Linked DNA regions of Macaca mulatta: region 2 is linked to region 1. Evidence: chromatin contacts called from public Hi-C data. All regions are on one chromosome and are shown on one strand. Each heading gives the region's core, a stretch centred on a gene start, on an enhancer-like site or on the middle of the called end of the contact. The rest is flanking DNA. Distances are from core to core; before and after follow the strand shown.

The links. Hi-C and Micro-C count contacts between places; a contact is called where the count stands out from the background.
Region 2: a Hi-C map of fetal cortex germinal zone shows a contact between it and region 1, with 4 times the contacts expected there. The contact joins the promoter of UNG here to the enhancer-like site in region 1. A contact is called at or near these places in 2 of 14 Hi-C or Micro-C datasets (fetal cortex germinal zone and liver).

The regions. Positions count from the first base shown.
Region 1 is chr11:115,797,936-115,802,829 of T2T-MMU8v2.0, forward strand. The region is part of intron 3 of CORO1C (coronin 1C); the gene reads right to left. Among named protein-coding and RNA genes, the nearest start is that of SELPLG, 30 kb to the left of the region's middle. Within about 2 kb of position 3,341, at least 5 of the 40 cell types and tissues checked have an H3K27ac peak or open chromatin away from gene starts, as enhancers often do. A contact at or near this core is called in fetal cortex germinal zone, where this site is marked.
Region 2 is chr11:116,230,204-116,235,315 of T2T-MMU8v2.0, forward strand. UNG (uracil DNA glycosylase) reads left to right here and starts at 1,360. Exons shown (of 6, transcript XM_015152724.3): 1 at 1,360-1,583; 2 at 2,198-2,404. The coding sequence starts at 1,452.

The DNA.
Region 1 (4,894 bases), core at 2,091-4,590:
GACTGTGCTAGGCTGTTTCTGTTTTTTTTTTTTTTTTTTTTTTGAGACGGAGTCTCACTCTGTCACCCAGGCTGGAGTGCAGTGGCCGGATCTCGGCTCACTGCAAGCTCTGCCTCCCGGGTTTACGCCATTCTCCTGCCTCAGCCTCCCGAGTAGCTGGGACTACAGGCGCCCGCTACATCGCCCGGCTAGTTTTTTTGTATTTTTTAGTAGAGACGGGGTTTCACCGTGTTAGCCAGGATGGTCTCGATCTCCTGACCTCGTGATCCGCCCGCCTGAGCCTCCCAAAGTGCTGGGATTACAGGCTTGAGCCACCGCGCCCGGCCTGTTTTTTTTTTTTTTTTTGAGACGGAGTCTCACACTGTTGAACGAGTTGGAGTGCAGTGGCGCGATCTCGGCTCACTGCAACCTCCGTCTCCCAGGTTGAAGCAATTCTCCTGCCTCAGCCTCCCAGGTATCAGCTGTTTGTAAAATGTAATATGTTACCGGAGATCAGGATACCAACAAGGACTGCAAACATTACCTCTCAGCTTTTATTTAATATTATTTGGGATTTTATTCTAAATTCCTTGTGAAGTTCAAAACTCTCCAGTTAGAAGCATGCAAAAAATTGAAAGAAAAATACAAAATGATTGAAACACTCAAGAAAAGGATTGGGATGAAGACAGTTAGCTAAGTCTGTGGTTCTTGATGGGATGATGATGTAATTTTTAAAACATATTTTCTTTTCTTCTTTTTTTTTTTTTTTTTTTTGAGACAGAGTATCACTCTGTCGCCCAGGCTGGAGTGCACTGGCGCGATCTCGGCTCACTGCAAGCTCCACCTGCCAGATTCACGCCATTCTCCTGCCTCAGCCTCCCAAGTAGCTGGGACCACAGGTGTCTGCCAACACGCCCGGCTAATTTTTTGTATTTTTAGTAGAGACGGGGTTTCACCGTGTTGGCCAGGATCGTCTCAATCTCCTGACCTCATGATATGCCCATCTTAGTCTCCCAAAGGTGCTGGGATTACAGGCGTGAGCCACCGCGCCCGGCCTTAAAACATATTTTCTATAATTTTACACTTGGAAAATAAAAATACACTTAATATTTTTATAACATGTATTATAGAAAAGATTACAAAAGAAAAAAATAAATTAGACCTCATCAAAATTAAAAGCTTTTGTGCTTCAAAGGACACTATCAAGAAAGTGAAAAAACAATCCACAGAATGGGAGAAAATAACTTGCAAATCATACATTTGATAAGAGACCTATAGCAAGAATATATAAAGAACTCTCAGAATTCAATCAAAGGACAAATAATCCAATTTAAAAACAGGCCAGTCATCTAAATAGACATTTAAGGAAGACATATAAATGGAGAAAAAGCACATGAAAAGATGTTTGGCATTATTAGTTATTACAGAAATGCAAATCAAAACCACAAGCTCTCTTTTCATGCCCATTAGAAACAAAAAGATAACAAGTGTTTATAAGCATGTGAAAAAATCAGAGCCTGTGTACATGGCTGGTGAGAATGTAAAATGGTACAGCCACCATTTGGTGGCAGACTTTGGAAAACAGCTTGGCAGTTCCTCAAATGATTAAACAGAGTTATCATATGACCCAGTAATTCCACTCCTAGGGATATACCCAAGAGTATGGAAACTATGTGTCCATGCAAAAACTTGTACAAGAATGTTCATGGAAGCATTATTTGTAACAGCCCAAAGGTGGAAACAACCCAAATATCCATCTATTGATAAATGGCTAAACAAAATGTGACATATTCATACACTGGAATATTATTTGGCCATAAAAAAGAATGAAGTATTGATACATGCTACAACATGAGCAAACTCTAAAAACATTGTGCAAAGTGAAAGCAGCCAGACATAGAAGACCGCATATTGCAGGATTCCACGTATGTGAAATGTCCAGCAGAGGCAAATCCATGAAGACAGAAAGTAGAATAGTGGTTGCTTAGTGTTGGGGAGTGTGGAGGGAGACAGGTAGAGGGGTGATAGCTAAAGGATTTGGGTTTCTATTTGAGGTGATGAAAATTTTCTATAATTGCCTGTGGTGATGGTTGTGAATATTCTAAAAATCAGTGAATTGTACATTTTAAATGAGTGAATTATATGTGAATTATATCTCAATAAAACTTGTGACTTAAAAAAATCCTCTTGACTGGTGAAGACATGCAGAAGACTCGCCATATCTTAACTGAGGACATGCCTGGGCACAGGGGGAGAAAGGGACAGGGAAAGTATGAGTGGAAGGAATGAAAGACTTTACGTTTAACAATGGAAGAGAAAGGTTTCAAAGGGTTAAGAAACAAACAACCTCTAAGAAAAGGGCTGAGTTACAGGTAAGCTGAGTAGCATCAAGAACCCTACAGAAGACCAGATATTAAATAGTATTTAAGCTTATGAAAAAGCTAACGTTTAAAATCATTATCTTCTACATGAAGATTAAAACAAGTAAATTTACCATCAGAAAATTATTTTGAGGAACTAGCTCATGAAAAATTTAAGAACTTGTCAGTGAAAAATCATGTTCAACACTAGAACACGTGAGAAACAGAATTTTCCTTTGTGGGAACTTTAAAGAAGGGACAAACAATTGTCTGTTTTCAATTGCTTAGTGGAAGGCAGAGATCTAGACTGGATGAGTGTTTAGGGTTCAGCTCAGTTCAACTGTCCTGCAAAAAAATGAGAAAAGTTTGCCATTCTGAAGAGTGGGAAAAGGTCATGAGTTGAGTGATTTGTTCATTTTTACAGCTCAATTCTGCCCAGACTAAATATAACCCCTTATGCAAATCATGGCAAAAATAAACCTGCATTTTGAGGGCCCAAGTTTAGAACATCACCTAATTTCCCCAAAGCCCCACCATCATTCAGCAAATTTTAAGCAAGGCAGGTGTGAACAAGCATAGAAGGAAAAGGATCCTCTGCGGAACAGACCTTGACCCAGGCCTCTTTCCCCTGTGGAGAATGTGGGCATCTGCTCTCCTCCAGCACTGCATGTCAGCTTTCATCCTGATATGCACTATTTTTGTTCAAGAATTTATGATTAGTGAAACAACTCCACATTGAACTTGACTATTTGAATATAAAGCAGGACTGACATTTTGAACAGAACACACAGAAAACAGTGACTATTAATTTGATCAAAGCATGAAGTCGACAGAAAAACAATTATGAAATGGGACTTTAGTGACTCAACAGGAAATGCATTTTGCAAGATGCACTGTGACCCCACTTAGAACTGACAGAGTGGTAATACCACCTTCGATCTCCAGATGGCACCCCAACCATGGCCTGCTGGGTTTCCTCGCAAGGACTGAAAACGCTTCTGTGTCTAACTCTGAGCACAGCCAGTGCGTTCTCCAAATCACTAATGAGATGTGGAGTGATGGGAGGCTTTGGTTATAATCAGCATTTCCAACCTTAAAATATGAGGGCAGAAGCAGAGCTCATAATGGGGACTCAACCTTTTCCTTTCTCTAGCTTCTCCCCATCATCTTTTCCTGGATTAAAAGAAAATTTTAATGATGAAGCAAAACATTTAATTTTTAAAATAAGGAAACTTTGTGTGTTCCTTCTTTACCTCACCTCCAGCTGGTTTAATGGTTCCCTCGGCTGGGTTTATGCACATAAGACAAGCACTTAACCCATTTTACTACCTTGGTTAACTCTTTCTTGTAACACGTTTAATGAGTTACAATAAATTTTCTTGTAACCCATCTAGTACTGGGTAACTAAATACAGGCCCTGCTCTTGAGAAGTTGATGGTCTAACAGAAAGCAGAGACTTCTATCAGACTGAAAATCAAAGACAACAAATCCAAGTGGTGTGATACAGAGGGTTAGAGAGTGAGCACCAGAGTCAGGCAGAGTCTGGTTCAAATCCTGCCTGGGCTACTTACTGTGATGATCCTGGCAAACATCACTGCATAGAGAAAACATTAGTACCTATGCCTGAGAAGTGTGCTAAGAGATTTAAGGAATTAACCCTCAGCACAGAGCCAGACACACACATAGTGCCTCCAGAATGCAGAGACAGTACACAGCAGGGCTGAGATGATGGGCTCTGGCCAGACTGATGTGACTGAATTCCTGATTCAGTCACATATCAGTGGTGTGACCTTGGGGACATTCACCTAACCTTTCCAGGACTTAATATTGAACCTGCCCTCTGTGAGGCGATTTGAAGACTAACATGGTGACATGAAACTGACACATTTAGAAGAATGCCTGGCGTAAGGCAGACACTGGGTGTTAGTTGTTATTATTGCCTGTATATTCACTAGGAGCCATACAGTGCAACCAGTGCTGTGCTGGCATAAGCCAACCGCACTACTATGAAATAAGCTTCCTGCTAAGCAAGCTTGGTTCACCAAGGAGGGCTCCCTGAGGAGGTGACCTCTAAGGATGAACAAGACTTAGGTGAAAGTAGAGAAGAAAATAAGGAGAAATTGAATATCCAGTCTCAAAATAAAAAACACAGATGTGTAGAACAATTTTCTAAAAAGTGCATGCAGCATTTAAACAATGCCATAAAGAAGCTGGCTCAGGAGCTGCTAGGGAAAAAGCATCAGAGTGAAAAAGCTAATAATACTGTAAGCACAAGGACTGCAATGTGAGAAGAAAGTTGAGTGAAAAAGTCTCTGATATGAAACGAGAAGACAATTGAATTCTTGCATCCACTGGTAAAGAGGGGATGGTGTTCTCTACAGTGGACTGTGGAAAGAGCTGGGGGCTTGGGGGCGGTCTGCAGGTCTTTCCACACCAGCATACATGTGCTCTGGCTGGCGCCCACAGGCCCTGCTCACAGGACTGTCATGATGTGGCTCTCTGCCCTCTTCAGGGTTGTCTGCTACTTCGGGTGACGGCTTGCAGGTTTGGACTGA
Region 2 (5,112 bases), core at 110-2,609, 430 kb after region 1:
GGATTGCAAGTGCGTGCCACCACGCCTGGCTAATTTTTGTATTTTTAGTAGAGACGGGGTTTCACCATGTTTGCCAGGCTGGTCTCAAACTCCTGTGCTCAAGCAATAAGCCCCTGTAGGCTTCCCAAAGTGCTGGGATTACAGGCGTGAGCCACCGAGCTGGGCCAGGCCCAGAGTATTGTCATGATGTAAAAATCTCTCTCTAGAAAAGAGAACACCAGCTTCCCATCTGGTCTTCTGTAGCCAGGAAATGCAAGAGCAGCAGTTGAATTTGAGATTTTCTTTGGAGAAAGAACCAAAAGGAGATATGGATGGTTTGGATGTAAGGGAAGGAAAGAGAATCCTAAGCATATTAGTAGTGGTGGGGAGGAGGTGCTGTACAGTGGTGTCATTTGGAGGACAAATCATTGGGGTTTAACCTCTGTGACTCGAAAGTCTCCCACAAGCCTGATACATTAGGCAAAATGTTTGTGCTAAGCCTTAGTTTATTGTCATAAAATAGGCCATGAAAATTGCGTGAGATAATGTATGTAACAGTTCAACAAATACTATTGGCAGGGCATCGTGGCTCACGCCTGTAATCCCAGCACTTCGGGAGGCCGAGGTGGGCAGATCATCTGAGGTCAGGAGTTTGAGACCAGACTGGCCAACATGGTGAAACCCTGTCTCTACTAAAAAATACAAAACTCAGCCGGCGTGCGCCTGTAATCTCAGCTACTGGGGAGGCTGAGGCACGAGAATCACTTGAATTGGGGAGGCAGAGGTTGCAGTCAGCCAAGATCACACCACTGCACTCCAGCCTGGGTGACAGAGCGAGACTGTCTCAAAAACAAAACACACACAAAAAATATAATAGTATTTGTTTGTTTCTGTTTTTGAGACGCCTCGGATTACAGTGCTGGGATTACAGACGTGAGCCGTCAAGCCCGGACAATACTATTATATTGTTCATTGCACTCCAACAACACCCTTAAGGGCCAGGTACTTTTTTTCCCTCCTATCCCCAGAGACAGGGTCTCGCTCTGTCGCCCAGGCTGGAGTGCAATGGCGCGATCAAAGCTCACTACAGCTCCAACCTTCTGGCCTCAAGCGATCCTCCCGCCTGAGCCTCCCAAAGCGCTAGGATTACAGGCGTGGGCCACCGCGGCCGGCCAGTCTTTTCGTCTTGCAGCTGAGCCTGGAGAGCCTTTCCAAAGGGCAGAGGTGGGTCGAGGGCATGAATGAATAGGCCCGCGGGCACCGTTGCACGCCCCACCTCCTCCCAGGGGCATTGCACTCCAGCCCCTCCCGCACATGCGCACTGGGCCTTCCACCGCCCCCCGCCCCCCGCCCCCAGCAAAGCCCCCCGCTCGGAGCATGCGCGGGCCGCTTGGCGCCAATTGCTGACCGCCACAGCCAGGGCCAGCCTCGCAGGTTCCCGGGTGGTGCGCGTTCGCTGCCTCGGCTCCGGGATGATCGGCCAGAAGACGCTCTACTCCTTCTTCTCCCCTAGCCCCGCCAGGAAGCGACGCGCCCCCAGCCCCGAGCCGGCCGTCCTGGGGACTGGCGTGGCGGCCGTGCCTGAGGAGAACAGAGATGCGGCGGTGAGGCGCGGCGTGGGGCCGGGACTTGGGGGGGTAAAGAGGGAGGAAGGCGGTGGGTCCCGCCTGACTGAGGGCGTGCAGCAGCGCGCCTCTTAACTCGGTAAACCGGGGCCCCGCTTTCCAAATAGCCTCCACGTGTTCAAAACAGCCGCCGCTGTCCCCCATGGGCCGCCATGCTGAGGGATCAGCCAATGGGGACGCGCCTCGGCGCCCATGGTGCCAATCCGCGCGCCGCAGGCCCGCCTGGCTCGGTGCGCTGTCCAGTCAGAGGGGAGAGGGGGCGGGACCCCAGAGGGAGTTTTTTTGCCGCGAAAAGGCCACGTGGGGCTGTGGGGGGCGGGTCTGGCGGGGCGGGGCACCTCGGTACTGGGTCCGCAGTCTCCTTGATGCTCCGCGGGGCCGCTTCCCAGCCCCACTCCCCGCTCCGGTTTAGAATCTAATTCCCAATTCCCGGACTGGGCCCAGTCCTGGGCTCCTATTGTCCGATTTTGCTGCGACCTGCTCCACTAATGGGCGTCTTCTGCCTTGGGCCGTGGGGGTTGGGCCAGAAGCTGCGGACTCCTGGGAAGCGGCCTCTGCAGCTCTTGAGCCGCCTCTGCGGGGACCCCTTGCAGGCCAACCCCCCCAAGAAGGCCCCGGCCGCGCAGGAGGAGCCCGGGACGCCGCCCTCCTCGCCGCTGAGTGCTGAGCAGTTGGACCGGATCCAGAGGAACAAGGCCGCGGCCCTGCTCAGACTTGCGGCCCGCAACGTGCCCGTGGGCTTTGGGGAGAGCTGGAAGAAGCACCTCAGCGGGGAGTTCGGAAAACCGTATTTTATCAAGGTAAATATGGAAATGCATCTTCCATAAGGGTAAATGTGGAGGCTTCCGGCCCTTTGTCTTGTTACTGCGGCCGGCGAAGTTCATGTTTCCATAGGCTTAGGTTGTACTCCCTTCAACGTCCTTTACTCACAAAGGGGGTAAAAGAAAGCCATGATGTTTCAGTCTGCACCTTTATATTGGTTAAAGTTGCTAACGACCCGTGAGATGGTATCATGGATTCATTTAAGTCACATAGTCTATTGTCCAGGAAAGGCTGGCATAGTAAAACCACCAACCATCCTGAATGAAACCTGGCTTGAACTTTAAAAAGCCGGGAGGAGTGGCACTGTTAGGACCCAGCCCAGAAAAAAAGGCAGGGAATTGGCCTGATTGAACCACTTGGGGGAGCGGGGGGCAGGCAGGCACTGTTTTTGTTGGTGATGGTTTTTTTTTGTTTTTTTATTTTTGAGACGGAGTCTCGCTCTGTCACCCAGGCTGGAGTACAGTGGCCTGATCTCAGCTCACTGCAAGCTCCGCCTCCCGGGTTTACGCCATTCTCCTGCCTCAGCCTCCCGAGTAGCTGGGACTACAGGCGCCCGCCACCTCGCCCGGCTAATTTTTTGTATTTTTAGTAGAGATGGGGTTTCACCGTGTTAGCCCGGATGGTCTTGATCTCCTGACCTCGTGATCCGCTCGTCTCGGCCTCGCAAAGTGCTGGGATTACAGGCTTGAGCCACCGCGCCCGGCCTTGTTGGTTGTTTTTTTAAAAGAATTTGGACATAAAACACGACAAAGAACTAATGATGTTCCAAATAACTTGCACTAGAAGCTTTCTTGTTTAATTCTTATGGCCTCCAGTGAGAATCTGATTTTAAGTCTAGTTTATCTTTAAATCAGCTAATGGGATTTGTTGCAGAAGAAAGAAAGCATTACACTGTTTATCCACCCTCACACCAAGTCTTCACCTGGACCCAGATGTGTGACATAAGAGATGTAAGTACAACTTGATGATTTTTATTGGGGAGAAGGAGTCAACTAGTATTTTTAAATTAGGGACACTGGAGTTAAGCCACAGTCCATCATTCAGTAGTAAATAAAACACTGAAATTGTGAGGTTTGGCTGACTGTGTTTCAGCCTGTATTTACTCTTTTTAATGTTTACCACATGCTATTTATGCGGCAAAAAGGAGAACTATGTACATCCTGTGCTCTTATTTCTTGTATTTTTTTTAAATCCTGAAACTAACCTCCCTCAGTGTTAGATACTATGGTGGTGATGAAGTTCAGACTGACACACAAAGCAGTTAAATCTTTTGCAGCTTGTTATAGTCAACCCCACCTTGACCTGACCACACTGCCTTATAGTTAGCACTTTCAAGCTCTTGATTTTCTGGCCTGAATAGTTTTGTGGTTCTGTTAACAGATCCCTTTGCTTTAGTTTGTCTTATATAACAGTTGCTGGTTGGCAGCTCTTGTCCATCTCATGTTCAAAAGTCCGTGGGGCTGGGCACAGTGGCTCATGCCTGTAATCCCAGCACTTTGGGAGGCCAAAGTGGGAGGATCATTTGAGGTCAGGAGTTCAAGACCAGCCTGGCCAATGAAACCTGGTGTCTCCTAAAATACCAAAATTAGCCAGGCATGGTGGCGCATGCCTGTAATCCCAGCTACTTGGGAGGCTGAGGTGGGAGAATCGCGTGAGCCCAGAAGGCGGAGGTTGCAGTGAGCCGAGATCATACCACTGCACTCCAGCCTAGGGGACAGAGGCAGACCCTGTCTCAAAAAACAAAAACAAAAAACCGTGGCTCCTCACTGTTGAACTATGAAAACAGAGCAGCCCTCTTTAAATAGGGCCACGTCCTACCACTCAGCCTTAACCTCCATCTCCCACTCCAGAATTGGACAGTGTGGCAAACCCCTTCCCACTTCTGTCTCTTAAAAATCAAGTGGATACCTCTGTGGCACCTCCTTGAAGTCTGTTGCCTTCTACCTCTGTGATCCGGTTTTCCTCTGAGCCGCTACGATGCATTTAGCACCTGCTGATACTGGACTTTTAGGTTTCTTACCCGTTTTCCTCCCCCATTTTGTAAACTGGGGCAAGAATCTTGTGATTTAGTGAATATCTGTGAAATGACATAGAAGTGAAATAGGTGAATAAACCATCTCGATAAGGCAGCCACAGCTAATAGTTACAACATCTCATAAGTTTAAGAATTTAGAATCTAGCTCTTTGGTTTTGAAGCTAAATTAAATCCTGTTAAGATCAATACTAGTTTGCTTCTTGTTTGAATGCCCTATTCTGAATACCAGTGATCAGTATATACCGGGAATAAGGGAATATTTTGAGGGGATGCTCGGGGATGCTCAGAAACCAGTTTCAAACATACGAGGATCAGATGGGCCCGCAGGGCTTCTTGACAGCCCAGCACTGGGAGAGCTGTTTCACACGAGAGTAAGTTGGCATGGTGTGAACACCAAGGGGAGGGACAAGAGGTCCCCAAAAGCCTCCTGGTCATGGGAACATCTGGAGCTGGATTCTGAAGGATAGAGTACGTCAGCTGTGGAGGCGCAGTGGCGCGATGGCTCACTGCACCCTCCGCCTCCTGGGTTCAAGCGATTCTCCTGCCTCAGCCTCCCGAGTAGCTGGGACTACAGGTGCATGCCACCACACCCAGCTAATTTTTCTTTTTTTTTTTTTTTTTTTTGAGACGGAGTCTCGCTCTGTTGCCCAG